Linked DNA regions of Bicyclus anynana: region 1 is linked to region 2. A link is a contact called in public Hi-C data. All regions are on one chromosome and are shown on one strand. The core of a region is the stretch at or near the end of the contact, and the rest is flanking DNA. Distances in the headings are between cores, read along the strand shown.

The links. Hi-C and Micro-C count contacts between places; a contact is called where the count stands out from the background.
Region 1: a contact with region 2 is called in a Hi-C map of whole larva, with 5 times the contacts expected there. The contact joins the promoter of LOC112049282 here to the promoter of LOC112049272 in region 2. A contact is called at or near these places in 2 of 2 Hi-C or Micro-C datasets (whole body and whole larva).

What each region holds. Positions count from the first base shown.
Region 1 is chr6:4,842,881-4,850,152 of ilBicAnyn1.1, reverse strand. It overlaps LOC112049282 (lysosomal acid glucosylceramidase), which reads right to left and starts at 2,306. Exons shown (of 12, transcript XM_052882243.1): 1 at 2,102-2,306; 2 at 1,157-1,290; 3 at 509-620; 4 at 286-427; 5 at 1-97. The coding sequence starts at 2,177. It overlaps LOC112049271 (protein scalloped), which reads right to left. Exons shown (of 10, transcript XM_052882242.1): 10 at 5,395-7,272.
Region 2 is chr6:4,712,419-4,719,151 of ilBicAnyn1.1, reverse strand. It overlaps LOC112049272 (post-GPI attachment to proteins factor 2-like), which reads right to left and starts at 4,030. Exons shown (of 6, transcript XM_024087101.2): 1 at 3,110-4,030; 2 at 2,906-2,935; 3 at 2,610-2,771; 4 at 2,431-2,536; 5 at 1,862-2,068; 6 at 1-1,733. The coding sequence starts at 3,220. The coding sequence ends at 1,606. LOC112053846 (tetratricopeptide repeat protein 17) reads left to right here. Exons shown (of 19, transcript XM_052882240.1): 2 at 5,763-6,134. The coding sequence starts at 5,781.

The DNA of each region.
Region 1 (7,272 bases), core at 1,057-3,556, 130 kb before region 2:
GTACTCATTATAGGTGTATGGGTGAGTTGAGAAGTCAGCACCACCTATCGGCACACGGATCAAATTGTACTCCAGCCCCTCTTTTGAGAAATAAGAACTGCAATCAAGAAATTTGATTTTGTTACTTAGGAAAATTACTGTTATTTTTCTTTAGATTATGTAAATTCGTCAGGGAACAGGAACCCAGGAAAGGTAGTTCTTTATTTGAAGGTACTTTGATGAAGCTAACATGAATTATTCGACAAAGACTTAACAAATCGTTCCATAATAAAGAAGGTTACTCACTTGACAAAATGTGTTTGTGTATTAAAAGATAGTTTACGCCAATTGACACCGGCAGCATCCGTTACAGAACCTCCGAATCCTTCGATAGTTTGGTATTGGACGTTAGAAAACAGCCTGTATGATGCGTCGTTGAAAATTTTTGCTGAAATTTTACATTATATTTAAGTGACAACCTTACATGAAGATAAGTCTACTCTATGTCTGCCTTGTAAGTTGGACTTACGTTGTATATTGTCTGATACATCGTCTTTTCCGTTCATTTGCTGTTTAGCATCTTTTTTATTATGGGAATTGGTTTCTATAACACCACCACTCTTTTCGAAACGTTTGCCAGCCTGAAATATATATGTAGGTAATTATGTTCAAGGTACATAGTTAAAGAATATTTGCCATATCCTATAAATAAGACCAATATTCTCATTCCACTCCAACTAAAAGTCGGAAAGACTAGTACCTATACCTATACCTAAATGCCTTTAAATATAGTCCAATATTCAATAAAATCCCAAATTCAGAGCAAATTCAACCTTAAGAATTGAGTTTAAGGTTGAATTTGCAAATGGGACTACTTGAATTGAGTGTCAAGAAGCTGTGTTTGGCACTCGTTGAGTGGGGACGTTTTTTGGTCGATGAATGTGCATCCACTTTTTGATAGGAGATCTATGAGCGGGGATTAAACCACGACCTCTCACAGCCAGTTTCATCATGTAAAGCTAAAGTAACAGTAAAAGTAGTAAATAGTAAAGAAGACTTTATTTTTCCGTGATTAAGACCGTCACTTTTACTTACGATGAAGAAACTGGTCGTCAGAGTCTGATCCCATTACCGTTGAGCTATTGAGAGTTTAGCAGTGAATACGATTATTACTTACTCGGCTGCTGGTGTAAGTGACGTAAGTGCCAGGCGCTGGTGCATTGCGAGTCACCGTGTCACAGTAGGTGGCGTCACACACGCACACTGCTGAACGTCCCGCTATGCCGACATCCCGGGCCCTGCATGGTAAATCTGAAAGTATATTGATTTGATTATCTTATATTTGTATTCTGTGACTTTTTTTTACACGCTTTAGCTTTCGCTTCACTTAAGCGAATCTTAATTTGACCCACTTCCCGGTCTTCGATTAGGATGTTTGCACACGCTCTGAGTTCTGATGACAATACATGACTAGCTAAGAAACATTACAAATCCAATATGGCGGGCTTCCCAATCACTTGCAACTATGTAAGAAAATCAAATCTTGGAATCTTAATTTGACACAATTCCCGGTCTTCGATTAGGGTGAAATTTCGCACACGCTCTGATGACATGACTAGGTAAGAAACGTCATTACAAATCCAATATGGCGGCTTCCCCAAGATGGCTGCTCCACCCCCATGATATGGATATCAAATGAAAGGGTTTGCTGTCAGGAATACGAAAAAAATAGTCACGTGGCTTATATCCAATATTTATAATTTTTAGTGCGTGCTATAAGCTTTTTTTTTTAGTTTTTTAAACTATTTTAAGTTATTATAACTTGACTGTCAGTTTTGAATTAGTCTCAAGTAATATCGTGTTAGACATAGAGATTTAGAGCTAGTGATCGATTTTCTATCAAGTTTGTGAGTTAGTAACACGTAGGTAGGTACATTATTTTATTTCGTTGCTTACTAGGTATTGTTTTACTCGTAAAATGCGGGTAATTTGAGAGCCTATCTAGTAGCTATAGACGTTATAGGGAAATCCAGAAATATTTATTTTTAATACTAATGCTTTTATTTAAGAAATTTCCAGTCGAAGGTTGATTTCCAGTTGAGTATCTGTTGTGTAAACTTACCACATTTTCCAAATAAAAATGAAAATTGTAAAACAGCTATAACTAAAAATATTCGAATGTTTTTATGGCGTAACATCTGAAAATAAATTTATTACGTTTTAATAACGACTTAACACTTATAATAACTACACTCAATTAAAATCAGTTGGGTTGACTTACGTTTGATAATAAATCGCTAATAAATAATAACTATCGGCAAATTTTAAAGAAATGTGCTATTTTATCTTCATTATCTTATATTTAATTAATTTTTTTTTTAATCTTGAGATATTTAATACTCCTTATATTTAGATATTAATACCTAGTTACAGATTACAGATAGTTGATCAAGATAGAAAGTGTACTACTGTACGTACAGTCGGCAACAAAAGTTCAAAAATGTAGGTAATGTGCTCAAAATCAAATCAAAATTAATTCATTTCAAGTAGGCTTCGTTTACAAACACAAAAAAAGCTTTCATCTTAACAAAAACATTACTTACTTAAAAAACTATTTAAATATCACAGTTTACGGTATAGGAAAGACGGTACCACAATTTAAGTTAATTTAAACAAAACTTTGAAACTAAAGAATGCACGACAAAAACCGTCAGTATATATTCTGACTTCTTAAATCTTAACCTACTTTCACATCGACTTGTAATAAAATATACTGTATAGCTTGGCAACTTCGTTCTTAACACTCCCGATGGTCCGCGCGGGCCGGGGGGCGTGTAGCGATGAATGAAAACCCCACGACTTATGCACCTACTTCCCCGCACGCACGATTTCACACCCACGCAGTCTTGCCAGACTATAGTAGTACCTAAATTACCTACACTACCTACATTAAATGTTTGTCAGATTGTGACCAGATGCTTTTAATGTAAAAAAAAACGATACTGCCCCCTAGCCAAGTAGCACATCGATTCTCTTTCTACTATCGCTAACGCTTCGAAAACTAGAAAAATATATGGGAATGACAGATCTTGATCACGTGACCTGTCGATAGCAAATGTCATTCCAATACATCTTTCTAGTTTTCGAAGCGTTAGCGATCGTAGAATGAGAATAGACTTGCTACTTGGTCTGGTCTTCCCGCTTCTGTATGTGACGCACCCTTACCGTCAATCAATAATAGTCCGCCTCCAGAAAGCGGTAACAAGCTTAGCAAAGTAGCTTCGCAAATGGAGGATAGTGGTAAACCCAGAGAAGAGTGCAGCAGTAAGTACTCTTGTCAAGGAAACTTGCGCGGCGTTATTTCGATTTTAAAAGAGGTCTCCCTACACGGATCTCCCATCTCCTGGTAACGCATTGCCAAATACCTAGGTGTGACCTCTGATACCCATATGAGCTTGCAAATCACATACAGAAAGCCAAAAAAAGAGCTGCTTATGTGATGGGTCGTCTCTCTCTCTCTCATCTTTTACGCTATAAGACATCTACCCAATAGGTAATGACATATTTGTCTATTGTAGTGTTTGCCCACTGTCCAAAGTCGTCATGAACCCCATACAGGTCCTTCAGAACCGATTGAACCGGCACGAACTGGGAGTCGAACCTAGGATATTTGTTGAGAATAGAGGTCGTCAGAATATGACTCATTGAGCTATGTTCTTTAGTAGGTCTTATTACTGATTTGAACACACAGATACTACGAGAGTTCAGGAAGCATTATTCCTGAACTCATAATTTATTCATAGAACTGTACATTGACTTAGTTGATAAAATCTGCTAGATCAACTACTAATTGATCGAATTTGATTATATTTATCAACAAATTGAATAATAATACCTTGATGACAGATACCGTGACAGTATTGACATTCAAATAAACGATTTACAACAACTGACTCAACTTTCCGTCTTATCTAATAGTTATCGGAGCCCAGTGGCGGATTTGTAGTCTTGGCCGCCCTAGGCCCCAAAGTACCACCTTACCGCCCATTTTGCACCATCCGTTGTATTTATCCATAGACATAACTTTAAAATAAAATACACCTGCTTAACCGATTTGGATGAAATTCGGTATACATATAAATTGAACCTTGGAGCAAAACATAGACTAGATACTTTTTATTCCGAAAAACTACATGCCTGCGGCGGGATTAAAAAACAGAATATTACGCGTAAGAAGTCGCGGGCGTCCCCTAGTAGACTATAATTTAAAGACAACGTTTTATTGCCATTTATCAAAATCAAGTCAATAAACTAGCAGCTCTAGGAAACTAGTACTTGTAATAGTGAACTATAGCAAAATATTTGCTACTCTATATTTCTATAGTAATATTATAAAAAGGAAAGATTTGATTTTTTGTTTGCATTGAATAGGCTCCGAAATTACTCAACCGATTTGAAAAATTATTTACTGCTGGGAAGCTACACTATCCCCGGGAATACGGGGATAAAATATAGCATTTTATTTCCGTATTCCTACGGAAACTACGCGAGTGAAACCGCGTGGCGTCTGCTAGTATATTTTCTGAGGTTTTGGGAATAATTTTCATGAAACATTTAAAACGTTTAACTATTTTAAAAAAATGACATAAATGGCCGCCCCTAATATTTTGCCGTTCTAGGCCCGGGCTAACTGGGCTTTAGAGTAAATCCGCCACTGCTTGAGCCACCAAGAATTTCTTTATAAAATAAATTAAGGTTATTCTATCTTAGGAAGTCGCTTTGACTTTGGGTGCTTTATATTTGGATAAGTTTGCTTTATACCATCCAATATATCATCATTATATCATTAGGCATCATTAATGACCTGCTCCAAGGCGTAATATTACGGTCAATTTAAACATTCGAAGATGCATAAAATCTCAACAAGCTGAAAATCAATAATTATAAACAATGTTTAAAAGTTCCCCATCGTTCCCGTGTATGGAATTTTTTTTATTCAAAGTCAAAGGTGATGGTGAAGGTCTAAATTTTTGGTCTAAATTGACCGGACTATAAACCCTAACCCTAAAAGTTCAAAAAAATGTAGGTAATGTTTTTTTTTTTATTCTTTACCAGTTAGTCCTTAACGACAATCTGACCTAATGGTAATTGATGATGCAATCTAAGATGGAAGCAGGCTAACTTGTTAGGAGTAAGATGAAAATCCACACCCCTTTCGGTTTCTACACTACATCGTACCGGAATGCTAAATCGCTTGGCGATACGTCTTTGCCGGTAGGGTAACTAGCTATGGCCGAAGCCTCCTATCAGCCAAAAGCTAGTTTTGAAGTCTGTAAAGTATTAATTGTAAAGGGTTAACTTATCATCGAAGAAAGAAGAAAAGGACAAGGGTTTTCCAAAATAATAAACACGCAATTTTAAGAAGACAATATAATTAAATTTTCATACAAATCTTTAACGTAATTTTATCTTTAAAATACTGTACACGCGTCAGATAGCCTTGCAGCTAATCATTTGCTGATATTTGATGAATTTTGATGATGAACCAAAACAATAAATGGACATTTTAATGCTTGCAAATGATTTTCTTCAACGCCACCGACAATATTTTCATTTTCATATTGATATGGCAGATTGTCGATATGAAAGAACTTTAGAAGCAGAAATCACTTAGAACTACAACTGAAAGAAATGCACTAAAAATAAACTATTTACATTGTATCATCTAAGGACATTATCTACTGAACGTCGTTTAGAACTCTCAAGTTAACTAAATAGCAAAAGGACAGTTAATCTCATTTGAGTACATAATAATTATTTTATTAAAATCACAAGACAGATCTATTTCTATTGTCTCGCACAATCGTTCGTTTAGAACCAAAGTTATTAATTGATTCATTTTAATTTCAAAAGAATAGATATAAAAGCAACAAAACATTTAAGTTGATCTTAAGTAAGTACTAAGTGCTTGAAAACTTCGCCTACGAATTTTTGAACGACCATCGCCATATTTTAAACAAAAGAAAAAAAAAGAAAACGCTTAAATCTAATCACTTTACAAATTATCTAATATAAATCTATGAAATAAATACAAAAATCTCTTATAATTAAAACTAAGATTATATTTTCCTACCGCATGTCTTGAAACTAAACGCTATTTAATGCACAAATAAACCCTCCATAGACGACGCGACTTCAATACAGACTGAGTATGAATGCAAAACATTTCATGATTTTTATGTTACATGTTTTGTTAAAATAAAATAAAAAGGATTAAATTTTGAAATCACTGAACCTAAACAAAATTTGTAGCAAAGTTAAATGGAATGAAATAGAGGCTGAAAGTTTGTACATACGTCTATCCCATTATTTCCATTCTGTAGTTTGAGCAATGAATGAAATATTTCTATCAATTCTTGTGATAAGTATAGTTCATTTTATGTGAAAAGATTTGCAGTCACAAAACAAAGACCCTGTACTATGTTTTGTTTAATCAAACCAATAATATTAATGAAGTCTTTAGACGACTTTAGTACCTAAACAACCTAATCTATGGAGGTTTAGTCACCGATGTTAAGCTCACAACGCTCGATGGCGCTAACGGGAGGACCCTAAAAATATTTGACTAAAAGAGAGATCAAATCATTGCCACGTAAACTAATGTATAAAATCGGAAGGCCTTTTGAAGAGACGAAATAACGCCTTTTGTACTTTGGAAGATAAAAACGGCCCTGAAGGAAGATCTATTAACTTTAGCTTTACTCGAAGATAAGTTGTTGTTAAATTATAGTTCAGTATCGGATATACGACATACTATAAAACATTCATGAGAAATAATGATTTCTTCGGCAAACAAAAACAAGATATTTTGACTTGACTTTGACTTTCAAGATAATTCTTAGTAAAAGTTTAATATAAATATAAATATATTTTAAGAAAAAATTGAAAACCTAATTTGATTGTATTAGATACTTCGCGCAAGGCCGGTATTAGATTTCATAATGGATATTTTTTCTATCATTCGCATTAAATTTTATTATTATATATATTAAGAGTTAAGCAATATATGATTTTTTCGTAAGATATGTAAGTACTGTTGATGTTATTGAGGTTTGAGTCCGAATGATAGAAAAAAATTACAAAATCTTTAGCGCAAGTAAATTATTCATTTAGATATTTGTAAGGGTAATTTAAAGAAGTGGTAGGTACCTCAAACGAAATAAGTAAATTTTATGCTTTTGAAATGAGTTTAAGCTGCCAGGTTAATAATAAAGAATATGTTGTAGAAAATAC
Region 2 (6,733 bases), core at 2,781-5,280:
TTTTTTTTAATTATTTTAATTATAAGTAATAACATATGATCGTACACTACTTATTGCTCGAAATAAATTACCTAATATAATTTTATAACAATAACATATTTAAATCCTAACTTAGAAGCATAAATAAATTAACTAATTAATGTAACATTATTAAAAATTTATGGTAGGTATAATAATTTACATAAAAACATTTCGCCAATTTTGTCATTGTTTTAACTAAAATTGCAAAAATTTGGCGTTCATTTTTAAAATTCAAAATATTATTGTTATGCAAAGAGCACACTTTTACAAGCCAAAAGCCTACTCGGCATGTTACAATATTTTTTTATATCTACTAGATTTCTTACGTTCTATTGTGTCAATGTTTAATATCTAATTTAAAAACAAATTATTATATAATATCAAACTTATACTCCAAATTTGATCCTATGCATATTAATCTATTGAAATCCCTATGTTATTAATACTTGCACATTAGATCAAAGGCTTCAACGTAGGTATACTACAAGACCAGAAGATTTTATTTAAAAATTATACTGATCTTTGTATACCATGTTGCCTATTCGTCCTAACAAAATAAAATATGTCAAATTTTTGGAAGGCTTGCGTTTGCTTTAAAATTTATATAATATAGAAATTATGGGTATCTAAGTAATTTTATTGTGTTGTTAATACCTAATTGAAAATAAAGCATTTGCCTATTGCTATAAGGGTGGAAAAACCGCGATTTACATAATTTTTTACGACGATTAAGTAATAATTTGCGTTCTCATTAAATTAACGACCAAATCGCGTTTGTTCCCTGGTACTGTTTTACAAAAAAGTACTTTTCATTAAGTAGGTAAATTGGCCGTCGAAATAAAATGTATCCCAGAATATTATAATAAGCAATAATCTGCGGCAGTAGATAGCAGATGATAAGATTATCTATCAAATGTTGTGAAACTAACTTCAACATTTAATGAAAACCATATTTCATTTGTAAAAAATTAAAAATCAAATTTCGCGCGCCAAACTTTATAGTGATAATAAAAGGCATTAGCGCAAAATTATTGTCAAACTAACACCAACGACAGGGACGGCGAAAGGGCACACTATTCGACTCCCTAATTATAAATAATAATTGTTGATTATGTCCAGCGCTGTTTCATCAATGGAGATATCATCTTTTTAAAATTCTGATTGTGTGTTGTTGTAAACTTTTTAATGGGTATGATGCAGCTTCACTGGGTTTTGGAATGTTGGAAGGGGTTAGGTCGTAATATGTATATAGAAATGATCAAACATTTGTGCAATATTAGATTTTTGTCAAACTAGGATTATCAAAATACTTACCATCAATTTTTCATTTTCAAATCTACTCCTTCAATTTTTTTGTAATCAATGACAGCTTTAGTTAAGTTTTCAGTTAATTTAAGCATTCATTTGACTGAAAATTTATTTGCGTAATTAATGAATAAATTAATTTTATCAGTTTGGTCGTTGATAATGTGTATGAATGATTTATGATGTGAAATTAAAAAAATAACAGTTGTAATAGGATTCACACTATCGATGGAATTATTGTTGGTTGTTTAGTTCATCCTTAATACAAAGAATATTAAATTAGTTGGTCTTGCCTGTGGGGCATACAACTTGTAGCTCGTGTACCGGAAGATCTTGGACAATGAGCGCGTGGAATGCCATATTCGCTGTCGCAAGGATGTACTCGCAAATTGAAAACCACGTAAATGCTGAAAAAAATTAAGGTAAGTTAATGTTAATATTTGATTCAGAATAAAAATGGTAGACATTTTAAATTCGTTAAAACATTTACAACACTTATAGGAACTGGAAAAGAGCCTATGCTTATGATACCTACCGAGTGGTCGACAAAGCAGTCGGTGTCTCAAAAAGAAGACAATAAGGCCAATAGTAGCACAGATGGCCACAAAGAATAGGATCCACACGAGCTTGTTCGTCTTCACTGGCTCCACGACATCGCTGGCTAAGCAGCCAACACGCGCGCGGCATAGCATATGAAGGAGCGATGTCACCATGAATATAATGAATATCTTCTCGTGTACGACTGGAAAAAAATTCAAAAAGTTTTGATAATTATACAAATGTTTAATAGAGTGCAGATGAAGAATCACTCAAACAATTAGATAGGCAAGGAAACAACTCCTATGATAAAATTCATTTTACTATTTGCTAGTAATTTCTACGCCTCGATTGCTGATTTAGTCCATAAATTTTTATTGTATTTTTTATCAATAAATATTGTACTTAATCTTGTTGCTGACTTTGTTAAATATTGCTTAAATTCTTTACAACTTAAAGCTTAAACTCTTTGAATCCAGGGAATATTATTTCCCTGATTTGATGTAAATTCTGACGATAAATTACACCTATTTTACAGATATTAAGAATACATAAATTATAACTTACAGTAATTTTCCCTGTTGGAGACATATGTAACTCCAGTTAGTGCAAGTAACTCTATCAGGTTCAACCAGTAACAAGCTTCTCCTAAATTTATAGCTAAATTGCGTACCTAAAACAGATTTCTTATTTAGGCATACATGTATTATGTTACATAATTCCAACTTGGCTTCTACAAAACTTGCCTTATCTTCGAAGATATATGAAGTGCGTTCTTTATGGTAGTTGTAATATAACGAACCTATTAACAGTCTTGGTCCTAGGTGGTAAGCAATGCATATTCTCCAAACATATCTTTGTGGGCTGATCCCCGTAATTGCACTTATTGATGGAACTACATTATAAACCTATAAAAACAAATTGTAAGAAAATAGTTTACGTAACATACTAATACCCATAGCATCAGCATGAGATTATTTACTTAACTGAATGGTTGCGTTTTGTGCAAGTAATTATTTTTCATCATGGCTTCTAAACTTACCCTACAGTGTGTTTCATGGATATCATCTGCCTGGAATATAGACGCTGTCACATAACAAAATACTAAAGCACCTAGTGGAAGCCATAGGGCACTTAAACATATCCTTCTCAGAGAACATGACCATAGCAGTCCCTGAAGAAATAAAAAAATACAATGAACATAATAAATTCACGGTAATTGTAAAAATTGTTATCTAATATGCACCTTGTAATTTAAAGTTTTGATAGTTCTGTCTACAATACACGATTCCTTTGTATGAGATTTATCCTGCTCTTTCGAGTGTGTTGGTATCTCTACTTGTGCGTCATTTCCCATTTTCCGTCTCACTCACTTTTAATCATTAATATCATAATTAAACAACAACCCCTTTCATCCGATGCTCATTGTTTTTATTGGATTCATTATCACTGAAAACTTGCTACACTTCCAAATGAGAAAAATCGAAAATCTTGTCAACCGTGCGGAAAATATATTTGTACTGATACATAGATAACAATAGATTTAATATTTTGTACATTAAAATGTGCGCTTTCACAAAAGCACAGTGCTAAAACGAGTAAAAATGACTTGAGGCGTGGAATGAATGAAGTTACTTGGACTTGCGCATTTGGGGTTGAAGAGCTTTTCATTGCGTAGCATAGAATATATTTTTTGACCTATTAAGCGCAGTTATTCAAGTGGACAACAGCAAAGCAAGATTTTATTGTTAAAATATTGCGTTTATTTGATGTTGTAGGCAGGTAGATAGCATAGGAGTAAATTTTCTTCAAATCAATAGAAAAGTTTGATTTTCATTGCGCGCAGACGTTGCACGTCATGAAATGGTCTTGTTGTTGCGTTGCATACTAACAACAATATAAAATAACAATCAATAAAGTTTAAAATATTTATTACTCTAGTTTATTATTATTTCCTGGACGTATACAAGTTGAGGATGTTGGTAAAATATTGATTAACCAGTAGAATAATGTCAACCTTTATAAAGAAGCACATTATCAATATGTCGTAATAAAAAAAACGTAAAAAAAGGTTGCTATATTTTTAATATAACTATATCAGAGATATAAAAAAGGAATCATCAAAATCGGAATAAACCTATGTATTAAACCAAAAGCTAATAAAGAGCCAGAGCGGAGGAGGAAGCGGCCAACCGGAAAAAGAACTATACTTTATGTATAAAACTCAGTTATTTTATTTGCATAAATGTGTATTTAATATTTGCACTTTATGTGTAACATTTTACTCTGACATCTTTAAATTTGGCAGGCGTTTTCAGTCTCTACTATAATTAGCCAAACTCTATTATATTTTATTATGTGCAAAAAATGCTTGAAGGCATGTTATAATGCTTCCGAGATTTTTTATTACTTATTCGTCTGTGTGTTCTAGTCTATGGGCTTAATAGATGACATTGACATCTTACTGACATTGACAAATCGTTATCAACCGCAAAAAATATGTCATGCCGCATGCGCAAACAAACTTGCGCGTTGGTCATGCGCTACAGTGTTTGTATTTTCAGAAGAAAAATCAGCAATCATATTTTATGAATAAATGAGAGATATTTCGGATCAATTTTACAAAGCGCAAGCCTCAAAATGTGGTTTAGTAAATTCTTTATTTTATTAAGTGTGTGGGTGATGTTATCAATCGAAGTTGAATCTTCAACCCACTGGATAGTCACTGAGAGTGGGCTAATTCAGCCGAGGGTATGTTATTTTTTCATTCAATGTGTGTTTTTAACTGTGAAATCACGTTATCTCTGTTCACCGGGTTCACTAACATACAATACGATATGCTTCCGCTAATATCGGTTATACCTACCTACTGGAATTAATATTTTTGTTAAATTTGTCTAAATCTTAAACAGAGGTAGTGATTTTGCTAGCCTGTACGTTGAAGAAGTAGGTGCGAGAGGATTACCAGCAAAATCTCTGTAACTTGCTTAAAGACCTTAGCCTCTTTAGAACTGCAGCTAATTCTATATTAGAATGGGTATCCAAAGCTGCTCTAATAGGATCTTACAAAATTTGGCTAGACAGGGAGAACAACACGAGTGGAGGAGGGGAATGTTAATAGATTGTCAAGGAATTCCTTAATCCTACATCCACTGGCCACAAGTTCTTGACATTGCTCTAGTTTTTTCTCTCTGTCACTTGATGGACCCGGTACCAACACTGTGAATCCATGGATTGCTAAGATATTTGTCTCAGTCCAGAGTAAAATCTATTTCTATACCAATTTTAGCTGCAGCGCTAAGGAGGAACAAACATTCACACATACACACAGACTTTCTCCTTTATTAATATTAGTATGATTAGAATATTAAATAAAAAACTATCTTAAAAGGAGAAAATGTTCACATTAATGAAAGTTTACACCAGTTTTTTATTATAAGTGTTTTCAAGTATTTTTTGGAGATGTAATTGTTTCTTGGACTTCATTACATACTAGCTGACGCCGCACAGTTTCACCCATGTGGTTCACATTCCCGTAGGAATACGGGGATAATATATAGCCTTCCTCGATAAATGGGCTATCTAACATTGAAAGAATTTTTCAAATTGGACCAGTAGTTCCTGAGATTAGTGCGTTCAATCAAACAAACAAACAAACTCTTCAGCTTTATAATATTAGTATAGATATATTAACTATATTATAGTATGTTATTAAAATTCAATGACATTGGATAAAAAAAATTATTAGTTTCAATAAAGCTCTGGATACTAGGAGGTGCATACATTAACACATCTGTTGGTACAAAGATCAGTGTCACATTTTAGATAATCTTTATGAACTCAACAGCAGAAATCAGGGTTTTGTAGGTTTTAATTAAATAAACATATTTGTATTTCAGCTAAATTCGCCATTTGATATGGAACGCCCATATGATCTTCTGGCATTTTTAAACCAAGAAAAGCGTTGGGATGCCATATTTGAAAATTACAACGATCTTATGAAACACCAGAAGGTTATAGATGCACTTTGGTTTGATGTGGGTGAACATACAAATTCTGGTACACAAATCCTTCAAGACAAAGACTGTGAGAAGGCTGGTAATATTAATGCTATTGATTGGCATGCATCTATCCTTGACGATGGGTCAGAAAAGGTACCACAAGAGAAGTACTTATTTCCGAGTGCTTACCATGGCCCAAGTACTGATGTACCAGACTGTAAACGCATATCTTCATTGACATTCAGTATGTTCGCTTTTGAACATTTAGAGGCAAGTATTTAATCATCTTATTTCATCATTATCAACCCATATTCGGCTCACGCTTGAGTCTCCTTTCAGAATGAGAGGGGTCATTTTATTTATGTATTGTTAAATGGTTTTGCAAGTAATTTTACAAATTAAATTATTAATATATAGTAATTTATTTATTTTGCTATCATCCGCAAAAAGCCTACCAATCCATGCAACAACATCATCCCGAAACCGAAGCATCCTCAGGAGATGTTAACTGTAGTATCTCCTGGTTTCATGATGTACTTCTGCAAAGTAACGCTTGCGGCTATTCAATAATTAAATTATTAATTCTTTTCCAAAAATATATGAATTTATGCAAAAATTTACCTATATTTGCCTCAAAAATCAACATACATTTCTTTTTAAAACTAGTTAACTAACTAGTGCAAAGTTCATTTGATTTGATCTATGGTCTTCTTTGCAGATAATAGCAGTGCAGTTAATTCACTAGCTAACCTACTGCTGTCTTACCTGTGTAAAGTCTGGCTGCTCAGTGATTGTGTTTCTGACACGTGTCACCTTTTTATATTTGTTAATTAATTAATTGTTAATAATTTTAACCCAATATTTATAAT